3 separate regions of the Mus musculus genome follow, and all the other regions are linked to region 1. A link is a contact called in public Hi-C and HiChIP or PLAC-seq data. All regions are on one chromosome and are shown on one strand. Each heading gives the region's core, a stretch centred on a gene start, on an enhancer-like site or on the middle of the called end of the contact. The rest is flanking DNA. Distances are from core to core; before and after follow the strand shown.

What was found. Hi-C and Micro-C count contacts between places; a contact is called where the count stands out from the background. HiChIP or PLAC-seq counts read pairs in DNA pulled down with a chosen protein or histone mark.
Region 2: a Hi-C map of liver shows a contact between it and region 1, with 2.2 times the contacts expected there. The contact joins two enhancer-like sites. A contact is called at or near these places in 2 of 484 Hi-C or Micro-C datasets (the G1E-ER4 cell line and liver) and 1 of 115 datasets of contacts at active chromatin or transcription factors (embryonic stem cells).
Region 3: a contact with region 1 is called in a FOXA1 HiChIP or PLAC-seq map of pancreatic cancer cells. The contact joins two enhancer-like sites. A contact is called at or near these places in 3 of 39 promoter capture datasets (embryonic stem cells, liver and pre-B cells) and 1 of 115 datasets of contacts at active chromatin or transcription factors (pancreatic cancer cells).

The regions. Positions count from the first base shown.
Region 1 is chr7:19,838,437-19,843,329 of GRCm38.p6, forward strand. All of the region lies in intron 1 of Gm34891 (a long non-coding RNA gene), which reads left to right. Among named protein-coding and RNA genes, the nearest start is that of Gm34891, 11 kb to the left of the region's middle. Within about 2 kb of position 3,400, at least 67 of the 459 cell types and tissues checked have an H3K27ac peak or open chromatin away from gene starts, as enhancers often do. A contact at or near this core is called in liver and pancreatic cancer cells, where this site is marked.
Region 2 is chr7:19,495,361-19,499,682 of GRCm38.p6, forward strand. Exoc3l2 (exocyst complex component 3-like 2) reads left to right here. Exons shown (of 12, transcript NM_001370800.1): 12 at 1-1,402. Among named protein-coding and RNA genes, the nearest start is that of Bloc1s3, 11 kb to the right of the region's middle. Within about 2 kb of position 1,296, at least 25 of the 459 cell types and tissues checked have an H3K27ac peak or open chromatin away from gene starts, as enhancers often do. A contact at or near this core is called in liver, where this site is marked.
Region 3 is chr7:19,330,886-19,335,556 of GRCm38.p6, forward strand. No RefSeq gene overlaps it. Among named protein-coding and RNA genes, the nearest start is that of Ercc1, 12 kb to the right of the region's middle. Within about 2 kb of position 2,081, at least 252 of the 459 cell types and tissues checked have an H3K27ac peak or open chromatin away from gene starts, as enhancers often do. A contact at or near this core is called in liver and pancreatic cancer cells, where this site is marked.

The DNA of each region.
Region 1 (4,893 bases), core at 2,150-4,649:
GCAAGCAGGGCCAACTGGAGCAAGCAGAGGTCATAAGTTCAATACCCAACAACTACATGAAGGCTCACAACCTACAGTGTACTCATATACATAAAATAAATACATAAATCGTAAAAAAAAAAAAGAAAAAGAAACTGTTAATGAAGAGAGCCCCTGCCTAGGATCCCCAGTGAGGGACTGGGGTGTGGCTCAGTGGTAGAGCACCTGCCTAGAATCCCCCAGTGGGGGGCTGGGGTGTGACATCTTGCTTAGTGTATCCTAACATTGAATAAAACAGAAAAAAAATCTTAAAAAGGTAGGAATGATCCAGATTTCTTGTGTGTGAGCATTAGACACATGATCTTGAACTTGGGGAACAAAAATACTTCATAGGTTTGGCCTCCTAGGTGGTGTGGGAACTGAGATGTGAGGGCACAGGCTTGACTTCTGGTCGACCTTCCTCTTGTGCCCTAGCTACTCTTGCTTCCACCCTCCTCCTGGTGTCCTCCCCATTCCTGGCCTCACTTTCTTGGTTCCTGCATGCCTGGGCTTCTCTGCCCACATGGATAGATTCTAAGATAGCTGCCCTGGCCCAGATAGACAGCCAGAGACAGTGAATTCTCCCATCTGAACTGTAGCATCAGACACCTACCTCTGCGTAGACTCTTAGCAGAGGCCTCTCCTCATTGCTAACCCACTCACACCTCTTTACCTCAGCCTCAAAATCAGAGCATAGGGCTCAGTGGTAGAGTGTTTGCCTAGCATGCACAAAGCCCTGGATTTCATCCTTAGCACTCCATCAACTGCTGTGGCAGTGCGAGCCTCTAATCCCATCCGTCACGAAGCAGAAGCAGGAATTCAAGATCACCCTCCACAACATAAGTCGTTTGAGACCAGCTTGAGCTACAAGAGCTCCTCATACAAAGCCAAGAAGTACAGGGTGGTGGTGGCGCACACCTTTGATCAACACACAGTGATCCTCCTGTTCTGTTTATGCTATTTCTTCAGGAGGCAGAGGCAGGTGGATCTCTGAGTTCGAGACCAGGCTGGTCTACAGAGCAAGTTCCAGAATAGCCAGGGATACACAGAGAAACCCTGTCTCAAAATGAATAAAACCAAGAAAGAAAGAAAGAGCCGAACAAAATAACTATTCCCCCACCCCAAAATTAAACAAAAAGAGAAAACAACAGAAAGCAAACAAAAACTCCTGAACAATAGCTGTCTCTTGTGAGACTAGGCTGGGGCCTAGCAAACACATAAGTGGATGCTCACAGTCAGCTATTGGATGGATCACAGGGCCCCCAATGGAGGAACTAGAGAAAGTACCCAAGGAGCTAAAGGGATCTGCAACCCTATAGGTAGAACAACATTATGAACTAACCAGTACCCCGGAGCTCTTGACTCTAGCTGCATATGTATCAAAAGATGGCCTAGTCGGCCATCACTGGAAAGAGAGGCCCATTGGACTTGCAAACTTTATATGCCCCAGTACAGGGGAATGCCAGGGCCAAAAAGTGGGAGTGGGTGGGTAGGGGAGTGGGTGGGAGGGTATGGGGGACTTTTGGGATAGCATTGGAAATGTAAATGAGGAAAATACGTAATTAAAAAAAAAAGAAAAAAAAAACCAGGAAAAACAAAAACAAAAACAAAAAAACAAAAAACTCCTGAACAGAGAAATAAAGTAAAATGGCAGAAATGTAGACTATGACTGCCAGACTATTAAACAAACCTTCTTAAGCCCTTGACTAGGGCAAGGCGAAGCAGGTAAAGATGCCTGCTGCCGAGGCCAAGGACCTGAGTTCGATTCCTGAAACTTCTATGATAGAAGGAGTGAATGGACTCCTGGGAGCTATCTTTTGACATCATATGCACTTTGTGTTCTCTAACCATCTCCACCCATTAGATAAATGTTAAACAAAACCCCCAAGCAGCAACACACAGTGATCCTCCTGTTCTGTTTATGACAGGGTTTCTCTGTGTAACCTTGGCTGTCCTGGGATTCACTAAAAATCAGGCTGACCTTGAACTCAAAGAGATCCACCTGTCAGTGCAAGGATTAAAGGCATGTGCTATCATGCTTGGTTTACAAAATAACGCTCTTAACTGTGGCCTGATGCCACCCGGTGTGACCCAGGATGGCTCTCTGCTTTCCCAGATCACCAAAGGAGTGTAAGGAAGCAGCTGGAGCCAGTGCCAGGCATAGGCACAGGAGCAGGCCCCACCCCTGCCTCACAGGAGTGGGTGGCAGTTGCTCTGGGCTTTGTGGCCAGTTCCTCCCTGAAAACTCACAAGGCTCTTCTGTTTGGTTTGGACATACGTCCTGGATAGATCTGCAGGGACACTTGCGGCATTTGTGCTGCCCTCCTTCCCTCTTCTCCCTAGCCATGGTTCTGAGAAGGTAAAGACATACCAAAAGGCCATAGACCTGTTGGGAGGGGGGTAGTCAGCCTATCAGCTCTGCGGCTGGGACTCAGAGTAGAGTGTTCGTGTGAGGCTCCAGATCCCAGACCCTGTGGTTGGAAATGTGTAAAAAGGACAAGCACAAATAAATAAAAGTGAACTTGAGCTGGGCACAGCGAGGAAGGCACAGCAGTGATCCCAGCACTTGGGAGGTGGAGGCGGAAGGATCAGGAACCCAAAGGTAGCCTGGGTTACATAGTGAGTCTGAGTCCAGCCAGAAAAACAGGCCTGGCCATGTAGTTCCTTGGTAGAGTGCTCACCTAGACATTGTAACCATGGAGTTCAGTCTCTAGCACCCCAAGAAACAGGGTGGTGGTGCTCACAGTAGGGCCACAGGTTCGAGGTTATCCTTGGTGACTTAGTAAGTCCATGAGGCTAGCATGGACTACATGGAACTCTGTCCCTAAAAATGATGATAAAATAAAACTAACCAAACTAAACTAAAAAAACAAACAACACAACAAAGCAGAAATGCAGTGGATTACGCCTTTAATCCCAGCACTTGGGAGGCAGAGACAGGGGGATCTCTATAATTTGGAGACTAGCCTGGTCTACATAGAGAGTTCCAGGACAGCCTGGGCCACACAGAGAAGCCCGATACTGAAAAAGAGGAAGATTAAAAAGGGAAGGCTAAAGGGTAATGGGAAGAGAAAGAAAGAAGCCCCTTTGGGCCTCTTGTGTCCCCTCATGTCCCCTTGTATCTTTGGACTTGGTTCCTATTTCTTCCTGTCTTCAGCTGTCCTCGAACTTGCTCTGTAGATCAGGCTGGCCTTGAACTCACCGAGATCCGCCTACCTCTGCCTCTCAAGTGCTGGGAACAAAGGCTTCAATCAACACACCTGGCTTCTGTGTTATAATTTGAGATTCTTCTACAACCAGAGCTGTCTCTGCTAGGCTGGCAGGCCAGTAAGCCCCAGGGATCCGTTCTCCTGCACCTGCCCCAGCGCTGGTCTAACACGTGTCTACTGCCATGCGCTCTGCTTTCCTGTGGGTGCTCAGGATACGATCTCAGGTCTGTGTGTTTGAACAGAGTGAACTTTACCCACTGAGTCATCCACACAGCGTTCACTGTTTATTTTGTGACAGGCTCACCAGGGCTCGCCTTGATTTGTGCTCTTCCTGCCCCGGTCTCCTAAGTATCTTGAATTGGACTCCGTGTGGTGGTTCTTGCCCTTCTTAACGATAGGACCCTTTAATACAGCTCCTCACATTGTGAAGACTCTCCCAACCGTAACATTATTTTTATTGTTACTTCATAACGGTAATTTTGCTACTGTTATGAATCAGAATGTGTGTTGTCTGGTATACAGGGTATCTGATATTCCGCCCGTGGGAATCGCGACCCACACGTTGAGAACCACCGCTGGGGTGGGGGATGGGAGTGTAATTTGGTGGTGGTAGGCTTTTCTAGAATAGCAAGTGGGAGGCTTTGTACGTAGTCCCCAGGACTGCAACAAGACAAAGAAAAACAGGCCAATATGATACTCGCCTTTACGCTCAGTACTCTGGAGACAGAGTTTGGGGGATCTCTGTGAGTTCCAGGAAAGCCAGGGTTGCATAGTGAGACACTCCGTACAGAACAAAACAGAACAACAAAAATAAATTAAAAAAAAAAAAAAAAGAGGCCGGGCGTGGTGTCGCATGCCTTTAATCCCAGCACTTGGGAGGCAGAGGCAGGCGGATTTCTGAGTTCGAGGCCAGCCTGGTCTACAGAGTGAGTTCCAGGGCAGGGCTATACAGAGAAACCCTGTCTCGAAAAACCAAAAAAAAAAAAAAAAAAAAAAAAGAAAGAAAGGAAGAAAAAAAAGCCAGGCTGTGAGAAAGGGAGAGGCAGGTGGATCTCTGAGGCCAGAGAGTTCCAGGACAGCCAGGACTCGGAGAAACCCTGTCTTGAGAAACAAGGAAAAAAAAAGAAAGAAAGAAAGAAAGAAAGAAAGAAAGAAAGAAAGAAAGAAAGAAAAAAGAAAAAAAGGAAAAAAGAAGAAAAGAAAAGAAAAATCCAGAGACTTAGGAGGTAACATTTTGTGCAGTACAAGCTGTCTCTTCCCCACGTGGAGCCTTAACCATCACCAAACCAGATGCCCTCATTCCATAGCTGAGGAAACCGAGGCAAGGAGCAATGGACTGGCTGGTTCAGGATCTCACACAGAGCTCGGGCACTCAGCATCCGCAGCAAAGTCTTGCTCTCTAGCACCCTGGAGCTCAGTGCTAGAGGAAACTGAGGCTGGAGCAGGGGGAAGGGTGAAGTTCCACGTTCAAGGCCACAGAACCAGCAACAGAAAAGAATTCTGGGAGCTGTTGCTGCCTCCTAAGGATGAGTGTGAGCCCTCTGGTAGCAGGGGAGTCCCCGCAGGATGTGGGGCTCGTCTCCCTTTCTATCTGCCAGGAGTCGCAGGCTCGGCTCTGGACTTTAACCTTCGGCTGGGGTTGGCGCCGGGAAGGGCAGGCAAGTGG
Region 2 (4,322 bases), core at 46-2,545, 350 kb before region 1:
GAGCATCCCCTCCAGAAGGGAAACTGAGGCCAGAACGAGCAAAGAGTTCCCCCAAGGCTGCCAGGGTCATTCCCCGCACCCTCCTCCCTTGTATCCCAGCATGGCATGGCGGGGAGCCTTCTGGAAGGCTTTACAGAAATATCCTAGCCCCACCTCCTTTCCCCTCACCTCAAGGTCTGGCCCCAATCCAACGTATTAAGGAATGGTAGATACTTAGAATAAAGAGGTTTCTATTTAACACTAGGAAGGGCTGAGTCCCAAGTGCAGGGGCGGGAAAACAGGGCCCAGGGCCAAGCTCTCTTGCACACACCCAAGGCCACCAGGGCCGGGGTCCAACTCCTAGGGAAGCCACAAATGACCAGATACTCCTCAGTTGCCGTTGATACCGAGTCCTTGAGCTGCGGTTCTGAGGCCTGCACTTGTCTGTCCTGAGCCAGATAACGCTGTTTTATCCATCCCGGTGTCTGATGTTCTTCTAGGTCTGCTTGGCACAGCCCTCCCCACCCGTGCTTAGCGAGTGGGGGGAAAACCTTGGCGGGAGAGGAAGGAGCTGGGGGGTTGGGCTGGCAGCATCCAGGGCGCCCTCCTGGATTGATGCAGGAAAATCTCAGGGTGGGAAATTTTCCAGCCTCTCAAGCCGGAGCCCAGCCGGATCCAAATCCCCACAGAGTCCTTGAGGTCACCTCCCTGTTGACCTCTGCCCCTCCGGCCTCAGCTGGACAGCTCGTGATGGATGCTTCCTGGCCCGGGTTATGTTTTATTTTATTTTTTCCTTAAGAAGTCAGAAAGAGGAGGCAGCCAGGGGTCAGCACAGGGGCCGGGGTTGGAACCTCACGCAACGTCTTGACATTGGTAACAACATGGCGGCCCTAGGCTCTAGACTCTGAGCCTCCGGGCTGTGTGCTGCAGAGGGGAAGGTGTCAGTCTCTGTGCTCTGCTTCCTGCTGTCCCTGGGAAGTGGCTTAACTTCTCTTTGCCCAGAGGATGTCCCTCCTCCTTCCTTGACCTTCTGAAAGTGACACCTCTGTCATTGATGAGCAGGAGAGGGGAACTGACTGTGGGCACTTGCACAATTCCACATGTATTTAATCTCAGCGTGGCCATGCTCTGTCATTGTCTGACTTGCTATCCCTGTCATTCAAAAGTCAGCTTGATTGTCGGGCTTGGCGACAGCAGGGCTGTGATCCCAGCAGTCAGGGGCTGAGGCAAAATAACAGAAGTGTTAGACTAGACTGGACTACATCTCAAGACCCCACCCTACAAAGTGTGTGGGATCAGGCGGGGAACGGTGCCTGCCACCAAGCCTAGCAGACTGAGCCTGGTCCCAGGACCCACATGGTGGAATCCTAAATGTCTCCTGATCTACACACCCATGCTAAATAAAATGGAATAACAAATGCAATGTAGATTCCCACTGCTCTTTTTTTTTATAAGGTCTTACTATGTAGAGCAGGCTGGCCTTGAACTCAGAGATCCAGCTGCCTCCACCTATTGAGTGCTGGGACTGAAGACGTGCGCCACCATGTCTGGCTTCTGTGTCTTATATATTTACAGTCAGATCCCTGTCTCCCAGACCAAGCATATTTTTATTATTCAGTTGGAGTCTCAGGTAGCCTAGGCTGGGTTTGAACTCCCTATATCGATGAGGATGTACTTGACCTAGATCCTCTTACAAGTGCTTGAATGACTGGCGGGTGCCAACACACCTTGTGTATAGGCAAGGAAGTCCCCTCTCTCCTGAGCCAAGACCCCCCAGCTCTAGAAAATACTGATTTTTTTTTTTTTTGAGACAGTGTCTCTCTACGTAGCCCTGGCTGTTCTGGAACTCTCTGTTAACTAGACTGACCTCGAACACTCAGAGATCCACCCGCTTCTGCCTTCCAAGTGGGTATTAAGAGTGCACACCACCACCACCACACCCAGCTAGAGTGTGGTCTATGCTATGTAGCCTAAGCGAGTCTAACTCTCAACTCTCCTGCCTCAGGCTTCCAAGTGCTGAGATTATGGACACGAATCCCTCCCCCTTTTGAGACAGCTCTATATGTGGTCTTGGCCAGCCTGGAACTCTTCAACCACTGTCTGCTAAGCACAGCTTTGCATAGCACCCAGACCATTGCCGTCAAAGTTGAAACCACCTCACTGTCCAGTAGCTGACACACAGGTGAACAAAATGGGTGCACATATGTGCCAAGGAGTGCCATTTGTCAACAAAGTGAGATGACAAACCAGTGGTAAGCGTAGCAGCACATGTTTAGATATCCAACTTGGGGTGTTTCAGCAGGATTGTGAGTTGGGAGCCAACCTGATCTGCATAGTGAGTTCTAAGCTAGCCTGGGCTACGAAGCTAGACCCTTTCTCAAAACAGAAGGGAGACTTGTAAACGGGGTCAGAGTTCAGTCCCCAGCACCTACACTGGGCATCTCTGTTATTCCTCACACATGCAGACAAAATACTAATGTACATAAAGTAAAAATAAATAAACCATTGTTTTTAATTGTCTGGAAAGATGACTTGGCAGTTGTTGCTCTTCCAGAGGACCTGGGTTTGGTACCCAGCACCCAGGTGGTGGGTCAAAACTGCCAGTAATTCCAGTTCCAGAGACTGACACCACCTTCAAACCTCCTCAGACACCAGGCATGAATGGGGTGAACATGTGTACTTGCTGGCCAAACACATAAAATGAAACGAATAAATCTAACTTAAAATTTTGAAATGACTACCGGGCAGTGGTAGCACACACCTTTAATCCCAGCACTTGGGAGGCAGAGGCAGGCGATTTCTGAGTTCGAGGCCAGCCTAGTCTACAGAGTGAGTTCCAGGACAGCCAGGGCTACACAGAGAAACCCTGTTTCAAAAACAAAGAACCACAACAAAAACTGTTAAATAATAAGTAGATCATTAAAGAGCCTGGGAGAGAGATCAGTACCTGGTGCAATTCAGATTAGCCTTGGAAATATCACACCAAGAGAATTGAACTGAAAAAGCTGGACACAGAGTGGGTTTTGGCTCTGTGTACAGCTGTCAAACTAAATGGAAGAGGGAAGACATTGACCTCTCAGCCTTCCTCTCTCACTTTGGGTCACAATCATTCACTCTGTCAACAAACTGGAGCCAGGATCCAGACAGCTGAGGTCAGATGTACTGTTGTGCCAGAGGCTGAGAGGCTCCGGAGTTGAAGGCCAGCAGTCCAGGCTGTCGCTCCGTGACTACACCTTACCTCAGGTCTCCCCGGGAAGGGCTGAGGGAGTGACTCTGTGGTAGAGCACTTAGGTTAACAGGGTTGTTGGAGGGAATCACAGAACACCAACAGGCAAATGGGTCTGAAGTGGCCCTAAAGAGAGCATCATGTAAGTGTGTAAAGATTGGAGACCAGGGCCTGGCGAAGGCACTTGCTGACTCCACTTACAACCTGCATTTGGTCCTCAGGATTCACCAGGCAGGACATAACCTTTACCAGGTTTTGTACTTTCTATTGGAGCATCTAACAAGCCAAACTACTTCCATAGCCAGGCAGGGCAGGCATAACGCATCACCACAGCTGGGGTAGTTGGCCCTTGGCCTCCCCTTGCAAAAGAAAGGTAATGGGACCCTCTCCTGAGTGGCCAGCAGCCCCTCCCAGCCAGTTGTATGCAATTCTCTCCTAAGTGCATGTGGCCTCAGAGAAGGACATGGCTGGAAAGGGCTAGGGGCTGGGGCTCCATCTATACAGAGCTGCCATCAGTAAGCCCTCACTCCTGCTCTGGAAGCAAGCCGAATGATACTTCTGTCCTCCAGCTGAACTTTGGCAAAATGTGCCTTAGCTTGTCACTGGGACCTTGGTAGAAGGTAGACAGGGTTTACGATTCCCTCAAGGAAGGAATTTTAGAAACACTTCCACTGTGTGCTTGTTGTTAGCACTCTGTCTGGACTCCACCCCACAGTTACCTGGCAACAGCCAGATAGGCCTGACCCACTATAAAAGGGGTTGCTTGCTCCCTCCTCCCTCTCTTGTTCCCTCTTGCTCTTCTCCTCTTGCTCTCACTCTGTCCCCTCACCCCTTTCCCATTTCTTCCCCCTTAACCCCTCTCTCCACAGGGTCATGGCCGGATTTCTCTACTCTCTCCTTCTCTCTGCCTCTACTACTCTTAATTCCCCTCCCCATGCCTTGAATGAACTCTGTTCTATGCTATACCATTGTGTGGCTGGTCCCTCAGGGAGAAGGGATGCCTCAGCATGGGCCCGCAGAGGCGCCCCCTTCCCTCATACCTCACCACACCTCCATAGAACATATCCCCTCCTTTTCTCTCTTTATCTTTATTTATTTACTTTTTAAAAAATTTTTT
Region 3 (4,671 bases), core at 831-3,330, 510 kb before region 1:
ACACTTGTAATAATACAGAGGAGACTGAGGCTGAGGCAGGGGATTGAGAGTTTAAGGCTGGCCTTGGGCTGCACAGTGAAAGCCTCACCCATCCAAGAAAAAGGAAATGATAGAAATGTAGGGCTGGAGAGACTGCTCCACTGCAGTCAGCCTGCTCTTTATTCTTTATTGTTATTATTATTATTATTATTATTATTATTTTCTTTATTTACATTTCAAATGTTATCCCCTTTCCTGGTTTCCCCTCCAAAAATCCCCTATCCTCCCGCCCTCCTTCCCCTGCTCCCCATCCCACCTACTCCTACTTCCTAGCCCTGTCATTCCCCTATACTGGGACATAGAGCATTCATAGGACCAAGGGCCTCTCCTCCCATTGATGACCAACTAGGCCATGCTCTGCTACATATGCATCTGGAGCCACAAGTTCCACCATGTGTTTTCTTTGATTGGTAGTTTAGTCCCTAGGAGCTCTGGGGTTACTGGTTAGTTCATATTGTTGTTCCTCCTATGGGGCTGCAGACCCGTCAGCTCCTTGGGTTCTTTCTCTAGCTCCTCCATTGGGGACCCTGATGCTCACTGCTCTTGTAGAGGTTACTATGTTTGGTTCCTAATACTCTGAGTGGCTCACTACCCCTTGTAACTCCCATTCTAGGGGATATGACGCCATTTTCAGGTCTCCAGAGGATCCTACAAGCATGCAATGCACACAAGCTCATTCAGGCATGCACACTTCTATAAAAATAACTGCTCATGCCTTTAATCCCAGCACTCAGGAGGCAGAGGCAGATCTCTGTGAGTTCAAGGTCAGCCTGGGCTACAAAGAGAAACTCTGTCTCTAAAAACAAAGTAACAACATCAATAATAAACACATCATTTAAAAAATAGAAATTAAAGCTGGGGGTGGTGGCACAAGCCTTTAATCCCAGCACTCTGGAGGCAGAGGCAGGTGGATTTCTGAGTTCGAGGCCAGTCTGGTCTACAGAGTGAGTTCCAGGACAGCCTAGGCTACACAGAGAAACCCTGTCTTGAAAAAACAAACAAACAAAAACCCCCAAAAAAACAGAAATTAAGCTGGCAAGTATCAAGCCAGTCAGGACTACATAGCAAGACGCCCCCAAAAATGTGTGGAGTAGGAGACCAGGAGATGACTCCACAGTTTAACCACAACAATCCCAAGCGTCCAGGTACAAAGCTGGGTGTGGTTGCACACAGTGTTAGCTGCAGAGGCAGAGACCAGAGGATTCCTTGGGCTCTGTGGTCAGCCAGTGTGGCCAGTGAGTGAGCTAGCCCCAGGCTTACTGAGAGCCCTTGACTCAGAGTATGGGAAGCAACTGAAGACAGTACCTTCACCTCTCACCTCCACAGACATACATAGTAAATAAATAAGTACATAAATAAGTAATAAATAAAGCATATATTTAAGATATTTTAAAGCAATAAATGAATACCCATGCATGCTACACTTTTAATCCCAGCACTCAGGAAGCAGAGTCAGATATCTCTGAGTTGAATCATAGCCTGGTCTACATTGTGAATTCCAGGCCAGCCAGAGCTACATATTGAGACTCTATCTAAAAATAAAGGAACAATATATATATATTTTAAAATAACACAAAAAGACCAGATGTGGTCCCTGCCTTCGATCTTAGCACTCAGTAGGTGGCAACAGGCATATATGTCTGTGAGTTTGAAGCCAGCCTGGTCTACAGAGCAAGTTCCAGAACTGCCAGGCTACATTGCAAGACCCTGCCTCAAAAACAAACAAACAAACAAACAAACAAAACCAAGGAAGGGACCAAAGGTCAGACGCCAGGTCCCAACTCCAGCCACCTCCGGGGACTCACACCAACACCCAGCCCAGCTGCCTCCCGGGACCCCGTGATCCCCACAGGGGTGAGATGGACAGACAGATACGGAGGTCGGATGGACAGACCGATGCAGGACCTGACGGGGCCAGGCGGGGTGGGGGTGCAGATCCGGGCAGGGCTGGCCGCGGTGACCGCGGGGCCGCCTCCTGGGTGCCTTCCGCTCCCCGGAAGCGCTGAGTCGTCGCTGCCTTATCTGGCGGCCGCTATTTCGGGCTCCGCTTCGCAGCAGCGCGGTGACTATTTTTAGCGGCGTTCGGGTAAAAATGGACCCAGCGCGCGCGCGGGTGGCCGAGGCCGTGCGCGCCTGGGGAGCCGGGGACGCGCCTGAGTCACCGCCGCACAGAATCTTCCAGGAGCCCCAGGCGCAGTTAGGAGGGGGGATATCGCGGCGGAATAAGGAAACCGAGGCACGCAGACACCCCCGCCCCCGGGGGGAGATTGCAACAAGGGCTCTTGAGCTGACTGCAAGGTAGCATGCCGCAACTTCAGCTTGGATCTCTCCCCTCCCCCAACTCCTCTTGTCTCTTTCTGCCTCTCTATGTGTAGATAACCTCTCTCTCTCTCTCTCTCTCTCTCTCTCTCTCTCTCTCTCTCTCTCTCTCTCTCTCTCTCTCCCTCTCTCTCTCTCCCTCTCTCTCTCTCTCCCCTTCCCTCTTTGCATCTTCCTTTCTCTTCTCTCTTCTCTTTGAGACAGGGTCTCACTGAGATCTGCTTGTCTGTGCCTTCTCCCACCCCACCCCCATGTCTGTCTGCCTCTGTCCTCTGTCTCTCTTAGTCTCCCTCTGTCTGTCCTGTCTCTCTGTCTTTCTGTCTCTCTTTCTCTATCTATCTATCTATCTATCTATCTATCTATCTATCTATTTATCTATTTTATATTATCCTCTGTCTTGAGACAGGGCCTCACTATCAGAGAACCTCTTGCCTCTGATTTCTAAATGCTGGGATGGCTTACACCATCAAAAAGTGGCTTTTACATTTTTAAAAAACCAGTGTGTGTGTGTGTGTGTACACTAATGTACATGCCTTTATACGGGTTCCTCCAGGCCTTTGTAATGAGCATTTTTACCCACTGAGCCATCTCTATGGTCCCATCATACACTTTGAAAGTTTATCTGCCAAGCAGTGTGGTATATATACTCCTTTAGTCCCAGCACTCAGGAGGAGAAGCAGGCAAGATGTCTCTAAGAAAGGCCAGCCTGGTTTACATACCCAGCGCCAGGCTAGCCACAGCTAAGGCTGTGTAATGGGCCCTCTTTTCACACACACACACACACACACACACACACACACACACACACACACGCACATGCACACGCACAGAGAGGGAGAGAGAGAGGGAGAGAGAGAGACAGAGACAGAGAGAGAGACAGAGAGAGAGGGAGAAGGAGGGAGGGAGGGAGGGAGAGAGAGAGAGAGAGAACACCAAAAACCAACCAACCATGCCTGTGGGCTTTGGAGGTCATGTGGAGGTCAGAAGACAACTTTGTGGCCTGGGTCCCCATAACTGAATTCTGTGGTCAGACTTGGTAACAAGTGCCTTTACCTGATGGACCCCAACATACATTTTTTACATTTTTATGGCTCTTCTTTGTGCTAGGCCTGGTGCTTGGCCATGAATGCAGCTTAACCCTCATCCGTATCTCATCCACAGTGCACTGTAAGATGCTCACATCAGCCAGCGAGGACCACAGAGACTCTCAGGGCCAGGCTCTAGCTCAGTCTATGTCTGTGGACAGGGAGGTGACTGCCTGCCTTGTGAGGGGCTCAGACGAGCAGCCATTGGAGATGTGGGGCTATAATGCAAGGTGTATCATAATGCTGCCCCCAGGACTCAAAATAATGGAGGTCAGGGCTAGTTCTGGGAAGCCTTGGAGTGACACAGGGGATTGATTAATTATGAATTTTGCTGCCTCGGCTGAAAACTGGTTTACAAAAATGTATTGGCTTACCAAATAAGTAGAAACAGCGACAGTGGAAGTTGGGGGGAAAAAAGAGAAAAAAATAACTATCACAGCTTCATGCACAGCTTTGATACCGTGACTGTGGTTACTGTCTGCAGGTCCACAGCTCTCTTTGATTCCTCCAAGGCAGGCTCTCCACATCATTAATTAACTATTTAACATTTGCCTGTGTGTGCCCCTCCTCCCTTTCTCTCTCTCTCTCTCTCTCTCTCTCTCTCTCTCTCTCTCTCTCTCTCTCTGTCTCTCTCTGTCTCTCTCTCCTTCTTTCTCTGTGTAGTCCTGGCTGTCCTAGAACTTACTCAGTAGACCAGGCTAGCCTTGAACTCAGAGTTATGCCTGCCTCTGTTTCCCCAGTGCTGGGGTTAAAGGCCTGCGCCACCACCTGGCTGCTTTTTTCCTTTCATCTTTCCCTGGGTTCTGGGGATCAAACTAGAGTCATCAGGGTTGCATAGTAGCTGGTATGACTGAACTTTTTTTGTTTGTTTGTGTTTTTTGAGACAGGGTTTCTCTGTGTAGCTCTGGCTGTCCTGGAACTCACTTTGTAGACCAGGCTGGCCTGGAACTCAGAAATCTGCCTGCCTCTGCCTCCCAAGTGCTGGGATTAAAGGTGTGTGCCACCACCGACTGGCTTGAACACTTTTTTGAAACAGATTTATTTTATGTGTATGACTACTGTGCCCGAATGTATGCACGTGAACCACTATCATGCAGTGCCCAAGGAGGCCAAGAGGATGCCAGTTTGAATCCCTGGAACTAGAGTAGTGGATTGAGCCACCATGTGAGTGCTGGGAACCGTCTCAGTTCCTTTTCTATCCCTATGATGAAACATCATCGCAAGGCAA